2 separate regions of the Danio rerio genome follow, and region 2 is linked to region 1. Evidence: chromatin contacts called from public HiCAR-type data. All regions are on one chromosome and are shown on one strand. The core of a region is the stretch at or near the end of the contact, and the rest is flanking DNA. Distances in the headings are between cores, read along the strand shown. Region 1 overlaps supt4h1 (SPT4 homolog, DSIF elongation factor subunit). Region 2 overlaps tspoap1 (TSPO associated protein 1).

Evidence for each region. HiCAR-type assays count read pairs that join an accessible place to other places.
Region 2: a HiCAR-type map of caudal fin shows a contact between it and region 1, with 6 times the contacts expected there. The contact joins two enhancer-like sites. A contact is called at or near these places in 1 of 18 Hi-C or Micro-C datasets (caudal fin) and 1 of 4 datasets of contacts at active chromatin or transcription factors (caudal fin).

What each region holds. Positions count from the first base shown.
Region 1 is chr5:3,671,210-3,679,128 of GRCz12tu, reverse strand. It overlaps supt4h1 (SPT4 homolog, DSIF elongation factor subunit), which reads right to left. Exons shown (of 5, transcript NM_001002509.1): 5 at 7,594-7,853. The coding sequence ends at 7,786. Among named protein-coding and RNA genes, the nearest start is that of supt4h1, 15 kb to the right of the region's middle. Within about 2 kb of position 3,323, at least 7 of the 62 cell types and tissues checked have an H3K27ac peak or open chromatin away from gene starts, as enhancers often do. A contact at or near this core is called in caudal fin, where this site is marked.
Region 2 is chr5:3,800,535-3,808,453 of GRCz12tu, reverse strand. It overlaps tspoap1 (TSPO associated protein 1), which reads left to right. Exons shown (of 30, transcript XM_073951852.1): 14 at 6,118-6,298. Among named protein-coding and RNA genes, the nearest start is that of mir142a, 91 kb to the right of the region's middle. Within about 2 kb of position 3,458, at least 18 of the 62 cell types and tissues checked have an H3K27ac peak or open chromatin away from gene starts, as enhancers often do. A contact at or near this core is called in caudal fin, where this site is marked.

The DNA of each region.
Region 1 (7,919 bases), core at 2,074-4,573:
ATCAAGATTTCGAGGATCGATAGATCAGTCCTTCACAACACACGCAGCGATCTCAGATCAGTTCATCCAGACATTTTAATATGATTCACGAACTTGTTTGAAGAACCAAATTAGCCAGAGATCAGTTATCAAGATTAACAGATCCAGGATCTGCCAAATCATCTAAGATCATTTAAGCGAGGCACGAAGAGTGAAGCCCTGCTCTGCCAAACTGACCACTTTATCTGATCCACCTGCACTCTGCTTATTTGTCTCTTAACAAATAAGAGACAAATATTTGTTTTTGTATTTCCAGTTTGTGATATTTGATAACCTGTATGTTTGTGTATCTTTTATCTGCTTGTACTATCTCTTTTTGTCGCATTCTTAAGCTCTGGAAAGGTGCTATATAAATAAAAATTATCATTATTATGATTATAAAAATCATTAATTCATTCATTTTCCTTCGGCTTAGTCCCTTTATTCATCAGGGGTCACCACAGTGGAATGAACCGGCAACTATTCCAGCATATGTTTTACACAGAGGATACCGTCCCAGCTGCAACCCAGTATTGGGAAACATCCATACAAACTCATTCGCACACACACTTATACAGTACAACCAATTTAGTTCATCAATACCCAGTGGTGGTTCTAGTTTTAATGGCACCCTGGGAGAACCATCTAATACACTCCCTCCCCCATCCCCTGAGAAATAAAGATGCTGTGTTTGACTCTATATATTTTAAATATTTAAATATATATATTACAGATATGCTGACTGAATACAAACAGATCTTTAGGATCCAGTGTTAACAGACCTCTGTACGATGTACGATCAATAATGAGAAAAATCCTATATTGTACGATAGTTTCAGAATTTTATGGCATTTAAAAGTAACTTCATTGTAATCTTCGGGCTTCTTTACTTATTGATCTAGCTGCATCTTTTCTGTGCTCTCTGTGAGGAGTAGGTGGAGTTAGGCACGTTTTCTATCTCATCTTACGATGCCTCATCTCAGCCAATCAACGTGGAGAATGGCTCTCTCACGAGTTAACGCTCCTGCTGCGCGTGCCCGTGGTTAGGTCAGTAGTTTTCAGTTTGAGGTCGATCTTTTAAGCAATAATGTTAAAACAATTCGTGCTGTAAAGGAAGGTGAGAAGGACGGGAGTTTTCCCTTGATGTTCTCGTTTTCCCCCAATCAAATGCGTCTTGAGAACGTGTTTTTTAGTTATGCCTAGTTCAGACTGCGTGATTTTAGCCCCGATTTTGGCTCGCCGACAGATTTTGAGAAATCGCCGACAAATGCCTGAAATCACAGGCAAATCGCTGCTCGTGCACGTGAGTGACAATCACACAGTATGAACGATCAAAGAAGCGATCTGAGAGAAACGCCGATGAGTCGCCGATGTCTGCAAGATATTAGGCATACTAAATATCTGAATCTGTCGGCGATTCAAATCATGCCGTGTGAATTGAGCTTTGACTGAAAATAACATCAGCGATCGCCTACAGCCAATGAGAGAGCAGCATTCACTTGTGTGTGTGTGTGTTTGTACCTGCTGCAGGCCAGCGGGAGGCTGGGGGAGAAGTTAAAAGCGCTCATTTTCAGTTTATTTGGACCCACGAAATGGAGGGAAAACTAGTGGAGGTTTGACAGGACTCAGGAGCAACCGTGTCTGTTTGACGTTTCATACAGAAAGAAATTAGTTTTTTATCAACGTTGAGGAGAAATGGCTAATTCCCTTCAAACCCAGGTGAGCAAAAATGTACATGTTCTACCCCATTAAAGGCTTCTTTCTCATTGTGTAGTTAATAACAAAAGATAGGCTATACTACGTGTTTTTGGCTGTAAGACGTAGTTTGGACAAAGTTGTCGGCGATTCTCCCTATAGTAAAGTCATGCAATGTGAATGTCCCTGTCGCCGAACCATCTTGCAGTGTAAACAAAGCAGCGATGAAACGCTAGCACAGATAGTCAAGCAGTGTGAAAACATCTGTGACACGACTAGTTGGAAAATCATGCAGTCTGAACTCGGCATTAGTCTCATCAAAACAAAGCATGCACACCTCAGAGTGTGCACTGCTTTCAAGCCAACCAGCACTATTTTGCAGTCTATTACGGCATCCAATTTGAACGGTGAAATAAATCCTTCAACATCTGGCAACATGCAACATTCAATGACAGCAACTCGGAGGTGGAGTTTGAACCTTCCCACTAAGGTACCTAGTTTTTGCACGTTGTGTCAAAACGCTGTGTCTAGATAATAGCTGTATACTCTCAGTTTGACTCGTGTACGATAATTTTCCTCCAAATACGATAATTTTGAGATTCTGGTACGATGCTTTGACATTTCCAATCTGGCAACACTGTTAGGATCAAATAAACTAGAAGTTCCAAGAGTTCAGTCAAAGCAGGGTGAATCGGCCTTCAGCTACTAACAGCGCCCCCTGCTGCTGGAATCAGCTTCCAGAAATGATCAGATGTGCTCCAACATTAGGCACATTCAAATCAAGACTGAACACACATCTGTTTAGCCGTGCCTTTACTGAATGAGCACTGTGCTACGGCCCACAGATCGCACTATTGTGTCTTTCTTTTCTTTTTCATTCTTTTATAACCTGTTTAAACACATTTTAATCTGCTTTTAATCACTTTTATAATGTTTTTACTTTCTTGTCTTTTTTATTCTTGTTTATGTAAAGCAGTTTGAATTACCATTGTGTATGAAATGTGCTATATAAACTTGCCTTGCCTAGTTGGGTAGGATTAGGAATACAGAATAGAATCATACTTTATAACAGGAGTCACCAAACTTGTTCCTGGAGGGACGGTGTCCTGCAAGTTTTAGCTCCAACCTTAATCTTACATGCCTGAACAAGCTAATCAAGCTCTTACTAGGTATACTTGAATCACCCAGGCAGGTGTGTTGAGGCAAGTTGAAGCTAAACCCCTCAGGGACACCGGCCCTCCAGGAACGGGATTGGTGACCCCTGCTTTATAACTACCGATGAACAGTTCATTTCTTAATAATCGGCAGGTAATAAGCCAGTAGTTAATAGCATGAATTGTGACCGCAGTAGTTTTCAGACAAGTATGACTGTGTTTTTCCACAGCGTCCAAAGCAGCACTAGTAGTAGTTGTTTTTTTCTGCAGGGTAGAGAACTGAAGGCTTGAGTGAAAGAACAGAAATGACTGTGAAACTCCTCCTGACGCCCTCAGATTTGCTTTCACGTGTGGAGGAGAAAGTTGCTTGTGAAACGTGACAGTGGTGAGCATGCAAATGCAAAAAAATCTTTAAGGTTAGACGGTGTTTATGATGTGATGCACAATCATTACGACAGATGAGTGTCTATGGTGTTACGCTGGAGGATGTTGGTTTGTTGCAGTTTTTTTGCCTGTAGAGTCTGCATGGCTCGGGTTTTGGTTCCTCTGGTTTAAATGTTTGGTTTTAATGCGCGTTTATTTGCTTTTGAAAACAAACAAGGGGCTTCAACGAGGACAGGGGGTTTCAGACTGCATGGCAATGGAAATGTTCAACAAGGTAACTCAAACCATTTGAGGAAACCGATTGTAGCAAACCATTTAAGTTCAAAAATTAATTCTAGTGAGTACAATGAACTTAATCCATTTGAGTAAACGATGCAATTTAAGCACAGTAAAACCCAGTAAATGAAGAGAACTCAAACCAACTGAGTACTGTAAAACCCAATAAATGAAGAGAACTCAAACCAACTGAGTACTGTAAAACCCAATAAGTTAAGGAAACTCAAAATGTTTGAGGAAACTGATTGCAACAAACCATTTGAGTTAACGAACTAATCCTAATGAGTACTGTGAACTTACTCCATTTAAGTAAATTAAGTAATTTGAACAGAGTAAAACCCAATAAATGAAGAGAACTCAAACCAACTGAGTACTGTAAAACCTAAAAAGTTAAGGCAACTCAAACCATTTGAGGAAACCGATTGGTAAACCATTTGAGTTATAAACAAATCTACATAAACTTACTCCATTTAAGTTGAAATAATGAGGTATTTAAAGAACTCATTACCTTCAACACTGAGATCAAAACTCTTTTCAAATGAGTAGATCTAACTTTCAGTCAGTTGTGGTCAACTACATGTACACTCACATTTTTAGATTTAAATTTTTGTAAATGAAAAGACTGCACGTCAAGTCCACATTTATTAAAATATATATCATTCAATAAATATCCTAATAAAGCATAAAATAAACAAAAAAAATACAAATACAATTCTCAATATACATATTTTATTCCAAATTTGATCATGATAAATTCTTAATAATTAAAAAAGTGACACAAACAAATGTTCTTTATAATTCCGTCATTGAATCACAGTTATTTATAAAACACTGTAAAAAAGGATTAGTAAACCAAAAGCGAGTAAACCAAATGCCTTAAAAGCTTACTTACTTTTTAAAATAAAAGTAAACTAATCACTTTTTTTCCAATACACAATATATATTATTATATTATATTATATTATATTATATTATATTATATTATATTATATTATATTATATTCGTTTTTCCCCAGCTTTTTAGTATTTAGCAAAATGATATAAATCTGCTCTTCCAGACTCCAGCGTGTCTTCTAAATTCAATACAGGCTATAATTGTAGATTTTATAAACTTAATAAAGCACCAAATATGTGATATTGTGATAATTACAGTAATTATTTGAAAACAGACGTGCTAAAATAGTCTTGACACTGTAAATAGGGATTAGTTGACTTTAAAAAAGTGAGTACAATTAGCATCATTATAAAAATGAAGTCAACTTAACAGTACCAAGTTATAATGGGTTTCCTTACATTATTTTTGTAAAGTCAACTTGTTACTTTTAAGGCAATTGGTTTACTTGCTTTAAGTAACTAATCACGTTTTTATGGTGTTAAACTATGTGCATAATTATAAAAATTAACTGAATAATAGTTCTAAATTAGAACAGAAATACTAAAGTATAATCAACTTGCCACTTTTAAGGCAATGGGTTGACTCACTTTAAGTAATTAGGCTGGCTTGTGTAACTATTGTTATCCTATTTTTCTTCTGAGACAAAAAAATTAAACTCTATCTCCTCCTAGAGCTTTCGAGCTCTGACCACCAAACTCACACCAGACCTCCAAACTGGTCCGACTCGGGTTGCTATATCTTTTCCGACTGATCCAACTTTCGATTTTCCGAAAAACGTCCCGGGACCGTCGGAATAATCCCATTGACTTAATATTGGACCAAACTTTGTGACCTCATAACCTTGCGTCTGACTGTCACACAGACTTCTAACTGGGCTCATTTAACTCAGACTACCTAACTGCCAATAACTGATGAGCTTTTAACTTTCTGACCACGCCCTAGCAACCGCTTTTTGGACCCTAGAAACTGTCCCATAGACTTCCACTGCAAAAGACTGTGATTGACTTTACATTGGGTCAAACTTTGTGAGCTCATAACTTTACATCAGACTGTCGCACAGACTTCTAACTGGGCTCATTTAACTCAGACTACCATTGACTGATGAGCTTTTAAACTTTCTAGCCACACCCTAACAAACAGATACTGGACCCTCACAACGATCCCATAGACTGCCATTATAGAGGCCCAGATTGATAACGTCATGTTGCAGTGTGATAGAGACATGGGGGTTGTTTTTAACTGTTCATACTGGCAAGAAGCTTTGATACATCATCAGTCTAAGATGTCAATCAACTCCATAGCAACAAAACAGACTAACCTAGCAACTATAATAACAGCAGCTATATCTCAGCATCAGAGCATTGTAGAGAAGCGGGGGTTGGCTTGTTTGACTCATGCTAGCACATTTATCTATCTATCTATCTATCTATCTATCTATCTATCTATCTATCTATCTATCTATCTATCTATCTATCTATCTATCTATCTGTCTGTCTGTCTGTCTGTCTGTCTGTCTGTCTGTCTGTCTGTCTGTCTGTCTGTCTGTCCGTCCGTCCGTCCGTCCGTCCGTCCGTCCGTCCGTCCGTCCGTCCGTCCGTCCACGTACCTACCTACCTACCTACCTACCTACCTATCTATCTATCTATCTATCTATCTATCTATCTATCTATCTATCTATCTATCTATCTATTCATACTTTTAAAAACTGTTTAAGCTAAATAAACTATTACTAACTAAAATTTTTCCTCAAACTTTAAGAATCTGGTTGCTTTTTACAGTGCATAATAATTACTTATAATATTCTTGCCTTAAATGCTGTACTTGAATTTAAAAGTTCCATCTAAATCACTTTTAAAAAGCAGATTAAATAATCAATAATTTTAAAGTGACTACAACAGAAAATAAAAGTGTAATTAAATTAATAAACATGTATCATAATTAGAAATAACGCATTAATACAACTTAATAGAAGCAAAATATTATTTGTATAGCAATTGTCTTTTTTAATCAATATATTTAACATAGTGCAGTAATAATGTTTGCATAATAATGAAATAAACAGTTTTATGAGTAGAAGCAATGCACTAGTTTAACTCAGAAGCTAAATAGTATTTATTAATTTAAAAAATCAACTTAATTAGAATCAGAAAGAGCTTTATCGCCAGGTATGTTCACACATACAAGGAATTTGTTTTGGTGACAGAGCTTCTACAGTGCAACATAAATACAGAGACAGGACAATAAACAGATAATAAATTTAATAATATATTTTAATAATTCAAGTAAGGAGTGAATGCAAATATGATTGACAAGTGTGCAGGTATATTACGATATACAATGTTATATGTGCAGCTGTTATGGCATGTAAAGTGTGTTGTTAAGTAAGGTGTATAGCAAGTAGTGATGTTGGTTCCACAATAACTATCATCAAGTGTTCATGAGATGGATTGCCAGAGGGAAGAAACTGTTTCTGTGTCGGGCTGTTCTGGTGCTCTGTAGCGTCAACCAGAATGTAACAGTTCAAAGAGGCAGTGTGCTGGGGGCAGCCCTTCTGCTCGCTCTGGATAAGTACAGTTCTTGGGGAGTAGGAAGGGTTGTACTAATGATTTGCTCAGCGGTCTGAACTATTCAACATAGTCTATGGAGTTTGGATTTGGTAGCTGAGCTAAACCAGACAGTAATTGACATGCAAAGGACTGATTCAATGAAGGAAGTGACAATGATAATTAAACATTATTTTGTGATGTTTGCATTATAATGAAATAAACAGCTTTATAAGTAGGAGTAATGCACTAATTCAATTGAATAGAAGTGGATCCATCCACTGCATGCATGCGGAAATTTGGTGTTTGTTAGTTGTAAAGCAGGGGTGTCAAACTCAGTTCCTGGAGGGCCACAGCCCTGCACACTTTAGATCCAACCCTGCTCCAACACACTTACCTGTAGGTCTCAAACAAGCCTGAAGGACTCAATTAGTTTGATCTGGTGTGTTTAATTAGGGTTGGAACTAAACTGTGCAGAGCTGCGGAACGGAGTTTGACACATGTTTTAAACTAATCATTATACTGAATCTGGTAAGACTTCCTCTGGTTTCTGTAAATGAAGCTTCAGCTGTAGTTTGAGGAGTGATGGCGCCCTCTGCCGGTGCTTCATACAAATGACAAGACAAGATTTAATATAAAAAAAAAAACTTTTATTCATGTTGAAAATCCTTTACATGGAATCGAATCATTTATCCATCATCATGTACCCATTATTACTCAATAAACCCCAAGAAAGATGCAATGTAAGAAAATTATAAGACAATAAATGTAGACCGTTCACTATAACAGCTGATAATGTGTAATTTATGTAGAGTTTTGTTTATGTTTTGACGGCTGTGTCTCTGGATCTGTAAATGACGCCTCTGCTCTTCAGCTCTCGCACCACACCTGAGAAAAACACACACACACACACATCAGAGACTTCATCAGCAGAGATTCTCTTCAATTTACTGT
Region 2 (7,919 bases), core at 2,209-4,708, 130 kb before region 1:
CGCAGTTTCAGTGTAAACTTAGTAAAGGCGAGCTTCTTTGGCGATTATATGTACAGTATTAGATTTGACTTTTAGCGGACATTTGCGCTGAACACGCTGTGAATGCAACGCATGAGATTCGGGCGCCTTCTCCAAGAAGCGCGTACTCGATTGATCTCAGCTGGTGGATCATTATTCACCACGTGACGTGTCATGATCGCTCTCATCTGCGCCTCAACTTTAGGTGGGGTTTGCAAACTTGTGTGCTTTAAGTTTTTACTCTTCAGCCGTTTGCATTTCCCGTGGTCATAAAAGCTCCTTTCCTGTCATCTGACAGCGGGATACCTTGAGTGATTGACAGCTAATATGAACCAATATAGCGGCAGGGAAGAGCGATTCAGCACGTTTTTACAAAAAATCAAAACAGGTCGCACTACAACCATCATCTGCAGTCGCACTAATGCGCCCATATATATTATGAGGTCGCATAGATTAATTTTCGGGCGCATATGCGACCAAAATGGTCGCAATTTCGAGCCCTGTATTAATAGCACGACAAAGCAATATTGGAGGTTTATACTCGCGCGCGCACACTCTCTTTCAAACTCACACACACTGAGACACGCCTAGAGACACACGCAAACTCATATCCAAACATAAACCCACATAGTACACACATGCAACACACACATTCAACTTTTTCTAAAGCAGGCCCGAAGCCCCATATGTATGCTAGCTACAGTATGACGTGAAAATTGGCTTGATGCTCGGCCCTAGAGGCATCAAAAAGATGGGCTCAAATGCAGGGCTCTACCGGGAATACATATATTATAGGTGGACATAGATAAGTTATTTAGTCTAATCATTAATCTGTGTATAATTATAATAATAGATTATTCATCTAGATTAATCTCACTGTAATCTTGGAATGAATCTAGATTGAAATAGCTCATGTGAGGCAGTCAGATTACTTGTGCTAAGTCTCAAGAACGGGTTTCTCAAGCCAGGTGGCGCATTAGACCAGGGGCTCATCTCCTGTTTCCAAAATGCATCACAAACTGCTTGAGAAACTGTTCTGCTGTGATAATTGGTGATGAAAATCGCCAAATGCAGGAGTTTTTTTCTTTCCATTTGGCGTGCGTTATTAAATTCCACAACACTGTCATCAGTCCTTACTCATTATTTGCGTCTAATTGGCATGAATGAAATGTTCATGGGTGAAAGGGAATAGGGGCAACTGTTCATTTTGGGTCTGTATTGTTGGAGTGTAGGGTTTGAGCACATTCAGCAGTGATGCGGCTCTACAGGTCCTGGTCTGCAGCAGTGATAATCTCAGCTAATATCTGCTGTATGGAGTGTGTGTGTGTGTGTGTGTGTGTGTGTCAAACGCATGATCTCTCCTCTCTTTGTTTCTGTCTTTTGTTTGTGTTTTGGTTGGCTGCTAATCAGAGCACACTGGACTGCATGCAGGTATCAGAAACACACACGCAAACAGCCCTCTTAGCACCCATTTGGTGTGTGTGTGTTTGTTTATCTGTCTTCGTGTGTTCGGTTTGTTGGTCGGTTGGTTTGTCCATCTGTGTGTGTGTGTGTGTGTTTGTTTGTGTTTATGCTTGTGTTAGTTTGTTTATAAGTATGTGTGTGCGCAAATGTGTGTGTTCCTGCGTATGTGTGTGTGTGTGTTTGTTTGTGTTTATGCTTGTGTTAGTTTGTTTATAAGTCTTTGTGTGTGTGCATATGTGTGTGTTCTCGCTTATGTGTGTGTGTACTCTGTCTGTTAATGTATGTGTGTTTTTTATCTGTGTGTGTGTGCATGTGCCTGTGTGTGTGTGTTTGTTTGTTTGTACTCTGTCTGTTTATGTGTGTGTGTTTTTTTATCTGTTTGTGTGTGTGTGCTCTGTCTGTTTATGTGTGTGTGTGTGTTTTTTATCTGTTTGTCTGTGTGTGTGTGTGTGTGTGTGTGTGTGTGTGTGTGTGTGTGTGCGTGTGTGTGTGTGTGTGCGTGTGTGTGTGTGTGTGTGTGTGTTTTATCTGTTTGTGTGTGTGTGTGTGTGTGTTTGTTTTATCTGTTTGTGTGTGTGTGTGTGTGTGTGTGTGTGTGTGTGTGTGTGTGTGTGTGTGTGTGTGTGTGCGCGTGTGTGTGTGTTTTATCTGTTTGTGTGTGTGTGTGTTTTATCTGTTTGTGTGTGTTTGTGTGTGTGTGTGTGTGTGTGTGTGTGTGTGTGTGTGTGTGTGCGTGCTCTTTCTGTTTATGTGTGTGTGTTTTTATCTGTTTGTCTGTGTGTGTGTGTGTGTGTTTTTTATCTGTTTGTAAGTGTATGTGTGTGTGTGTGTGTGCGTGCGTGCTCTGTCTGTTTATGTGTGTGTGTTTTTTATCTGTTTATGTGTGTGTGTGTTTTATCTGTTTGTGTGTGTGTGTGTGCGTGTGCGTGTGTTTGCGTGCGTGCGTGTGTGTGTGTGTGTGTGTGTGCGCGCTCTTTCTGTTTATGTGTGTGTGTTTTTTATCTGTGTGTGTGTGTGTGTGTTTGTTTGTCTTTATGCTTTTGTTAGTTTGTTTATAAGTCTTTGTGTGTGCGCATATGTGTGTGTTTTCGCGTATGTGTGTGTGTGTGTGTGTGTGTGTGTGTTTGTATGTGTGTTTGTCTTTATGCTTGTGTTAGTTTGCTTATAAGTCTTTGTGTGTGCGCATATGTGTGTGTTCTCGCGTATGTGTGTGTGTGTGTGTTTGTCTTTAAACTTGTATTAGTTTGTTTATAAGTCTTTGTGTGTGCGCATATGTGTGTGTTCTCGCGTATGTGTGTGTGTGTGTGTGTGTGTGTGTGTGTGTGTGTGTGTGTGTGTGTGTGTGTGTGTGTGTGTGTGTTTGTTTGTTTGTCTTTATGCTTGTGTTAGTTTGTTTATAAGTCTTTGTGTGTGCGCATATGTGTGTGTTCTCGCGTATGTGTGTGTGTGTGTGTGTGTGTGTTTGTCTTTAAACTTGTGTTAGTTTGTTTATAAGTCTTTGTGTGTGCGCATATGTGTGTGTGTTGTCGCGTATGTGTGTGTGTGTGTGTGTGTTTGTATGTGTGTTTGTCTTTATGCTTGTGTTAGTTTGTTTATAAGTCTTTGTGTGTGCGCATATGTGTGTGTTCTTGTGTATGTGTGTGTGCACATGTGTGTGTGGTTTTGAGTGCGTCTTAAAGGTTATTCAGGCCACTGTAGACTGCAGGTTTTCACAGCCGCTCTCATACACTCCTCAAACACTGTTCAGTTATTTCTCTCACAGTTTCAGCTCACAGACAACTTTTAGAAATGACCTGCAGCGCTGCAAATAAACATTCATCATCAATCCTTTACAGGAAAATACACTTTAATCTTTCTACTTCCCAAAGTTTGATTCATACTACACTATATACTATCATGCTGTACTCTTATTAGACACTTTGGGATTTCCTTGTGATAGCTGTTAATCCCATTGCAGTGTGTTTAATTGGCTTTTTAGTGAGTTAAAAGTGTTTTAAAGTTAACCGGGAAGCGTATTTGGCTGTTATACACACTTGAGAGGTGAGAGTTTTACAGGAAGCTCTTTATTTTTAGAGTTTCTGTGTGTGTTTTGCGCTCTCAGTGTGCCAGGAAACTGAACCGCAGAGAGCCGGAAGTGAAACTAGCTCGTCGTATTCTCACACACTCAATGCTTTTACTACACGCTTGCGTTTACACTCAGCAGATCCACTTTAACCCTTTTCCTTTACCATGTTTTCTCGCTGCTTTCATTTATCAAGCTTTACTGTCTTGCTAGATGCTGTTTAACTATTACTCTGAGTAGATATTGTCAATAGTTATCTGTTAATTGTGTATGATTTGAATTGTTATAATGCAAATATTGATTAAAACTGATCATCTGAATGTTTTAAAATAATTCACACTCATGGTTAGTGGACAACAACTATAAGAATTCTGCTAGTAACTTCAGCAAATCGTTTATTTTCTCTTCAGTTCATTTATTTTGTTGAAGACAGATGTTTAAATAAGGGGTGTGTTTCCCAAACAACGACGTAACTCGTGGCTGAACAATCATAGTATGATGCATCGTTTGGGAAATGAACAATGTAGTGAAAAGTGTTTCCCAAAACCCGTAGTTTCTCTGTCACAGATCATCGGTTGAGCCACATTAATTATAACGTAAAAGACCCATAATGATGCTCTAAATAGGACAGAGCAACGACTTCTTTAGAGAAAGAAAAAAATATCACTTATTGTGCTCATGATATTGTTTTACACGCACACATTTAAAAAAAAAATCCAATATTAGATTTCATATTAATTGAAATATATACACACATATAGGACCTATTTGTGTTTCCTTTACAAATACTATTGACAATATTTCACATAAAACCACTCAGCTACACGTATTCTAATCTCATATATAAATCATGTAAATCGTTAATGGTTGAATGCCTAAGTCACAATAGGCTTGTTTATTAAGACATTTAAAAAGTTCTACTTAATATCGTTATTATTATTATTATTTTTATTATTATTATTATTATTATTATTAGTAGTAGTAGTAGTAGTATTGGTATTATCATTATTATTTTTATTATTGGTATTATTATTATTGGTATTATTGTTGGTATTATTAATATTATTATTATCATTGGTATTTTTTTCTTATTGGTATTATTATTATTATTATTATTAGTATTGGTGTTATTATTATTATTATTATTATTATTGGTATAATTATTATTATAATTATTATTATTATTGGTGTTATTATTATTATTATTATTATTATTATTAATTATTATTATTATTATTATTGGCATTATTATTATTATTATTATTATTATTGGTGTTATTATTATTATTATTATTAATTTTTATTATTATTATTATTATTATTATAATTGGTATTGTTGGTATTATTATTATTATTATTATTATTATTATTATTATTATTATTATTAATATTGGTGTTGTTGTTGTTGTTGTTGTTGTTGTATTATTATTATCATTATTATTATTATTATTTGTATTGTTATTATTATTTGTATTATTATTATTATTATTATTTATATTTGTAATATTATTATTATTTGTATTATTATTATTATTAGTATTATTATTATTATTGATATTATTATTATTGGTATTATTATTATTATTATTATTATTATTATTATTATTATTATTATTATTATTATTATTATTGATATTATTATTATTGGTATTATTATTGGTATTATTATTATTGGTGTTGTTGTTGTTGTTGTTGTTGTTTTGTATTATTATTATTATCATTATTATTATTATTTGTATTATTGTTATTATTATTATTATTATTATTATTATTATTATTATTATTGGTATTATTATTATTGGTGTTGTTGTTGTTGTTGTTGTTGTTTTGTATTATTATTATCATTATTATTATTTGTATTATTGTTATTATTATTATTTGTATTATTATTATTATTATTATTATTATTATTTGTATTATTATTATTATTATTTGTATTATTATTATGAATATTGTTATTTGTATTATTATTATTTAAGTAGGATATTGTTTATTTATTTAATTTTTTTTTTTTTAAATCTACTTTTAAAATTAACACATTCAAACCACTACAGAAACGTTCTAACCAACAGGCCCATGTCATATACAGTACAGATACATTTCTTAATAAATAACAAATAACTGTTACAATCTTTTTAGATCTGGGGATGTGACCGCAACAGAAAATAAATGATTGGTGATGCAAGGGCATAGGTTTGAACTATTTTAAGCTCAATATTATTAGCCCCTTTAAGCTATATATATTTTTAATAGTCTACAGAACAAACTATCGTTATACAATAACTTGCCTAATTACCCTAACCTGCCTAGTTACCCTAATTAACCTAGTTAAGCCTTTAAATGTCACTTTAAGCTGTATAGAAGTGTCTTGAAGAATATCTAGTCAAATATTATTCACTGTCATCATGACAAAGATAAAATAAATCAGTTATTAGAGATGAGTTATTAAAACTATTATGATTAGAAATGTGCTCTCCATTAAACAAAAATTAGGGAAAAAAATAAACAGGAGGGCAAATAATTTAGGAGTACTGTATATTTATGAATATGTGTGTTTGTGTGTGTGTTTGTAGGCAAAAGTGCGCGAGCTGGAGGACAAATGCCGCAGTCAGAGTCAGCAGTTCGGGATGCTGTCGCAGGAGCTGGATAAATTCAGACTTCAGGCCTCGAAGATCGACCTATCAGAGGCCGCTTTACTGTGCGGCGCCACCCTGAGTCAGCTGACCAATGGGGTTGGCCTACCCGGAGACACCGGTACGTTAAAACTATCATTACACACAGATTACACAGACGGGTTGAGAAATAAAAGTTTGATGTAAGGTTTATGATAAGCCACTGTGAGTTTGGAAGTTTAACTGACGGCTCTGTGTGATGCATTTGCATGTGAAGGGGAGTCAGATTTTCATACCACTTTCCGTCACCTCCTCTAGCCAGTGGCTCAAATTTTGTCAACCCGCCAATGCCATTTTTTAGCTGCACAATCAAATTCAAAACCGCCCAATCTGGCAACACTGAATACGAGTTTCTTTGCATTTGCTGGATTTATTAGGTGTGGGTCAAATGTTAATATTTGTTTATTAATACATTTTAATAAATGTCTTTAACGTTTATTTATTTATTTTTTTAATTAATTTATTTTTTGAAATAATTAGTTTTAACTAAATATTATATTTATCATTTATTTATTTATTTATTTTAATATTGTAAACTAGTTGTTTTTAGATATTTTTGTTTTTTTTTAGATTTTTTCAGATGATATTGTAATGTTAATATGTGTTTATTCATTTATTTTAATTTATTTATTTAATATTAACATATTTATTTACTTTTAAATGTGTTTGTTTTTAAAATAGTTTTAATTGTATTTATTTTAATTAATTAATTAGTTTACTTTTTTAAATATTGAATGTCATTACATGAAAATTTGGTAGAATATCAAATGTTTTCATTACCAATTAATTTATTTCACATTTATTTATTTATTAAATTAATTAATATTTATTAAATTAATTTAGTTTTTTTTTTAATAATTACTTTTATGTAAATTTTAATTTATCACTTATTTTTATTTAAATTCATTAATTGGTTTACTTTTTCCTAAAATATTGAATTTCATTACATGAAAATTGGTCAGAATATGAAATGTTTTCATTACCAGGTTTCACCACTAGTTATTCCACATAATGTTGATTTCTTAACTCTTCTGAAGTTGTAGTTCTCACATTGCTATTGTGTTATAAACAAAATAAAGCATGTTAACTGACATTTTTAAACATATGTATTAAAAAACTAATATTTCAATAATTATCACAGGGTTTTACTGTTTTTGCTGTGTTTTTTATCCAGTAAATTCAGTCATATCGGACTCGGGCAAGACTCGCCAACCCCAAACCTTTGAACACTAGTTGTTTTTATTTATTTTTTGGTTGTAATATTTCTTGTCATAATGCATTTTTCTTTTTTTTCTTTTTTTGACAGTAAATTCATTCATAATGGACTTAAGCAAGACTTGCCAACCCCAAACACTAGTTGTTTTTAGATATTTTTGGTATTTTAGATTTTTATTATTTTAGTTTTTTTTTTCAGATGATATTCTTATCTACTTTTCTTGAGGTGAAAAATTAATCTGCAGTGCTGGATAATTCACTGAAAAAACTACATGCAAGTTTCTGTGAATTTCCTGGATTCATTAGGTGTGGCTAAATTGTTAATATTTGTTTTTTTAATTTATTTTAATTTATTAATTTAATATTAATTAATAAATTTTTAAATGTATTTATTTTTAAAATAATTAATTTTCATTGTATGTATTTAAATTCATTAATTATTTTACTTTTTTCTAAAATATTGAATGTCATTACATGAATATTTGTCA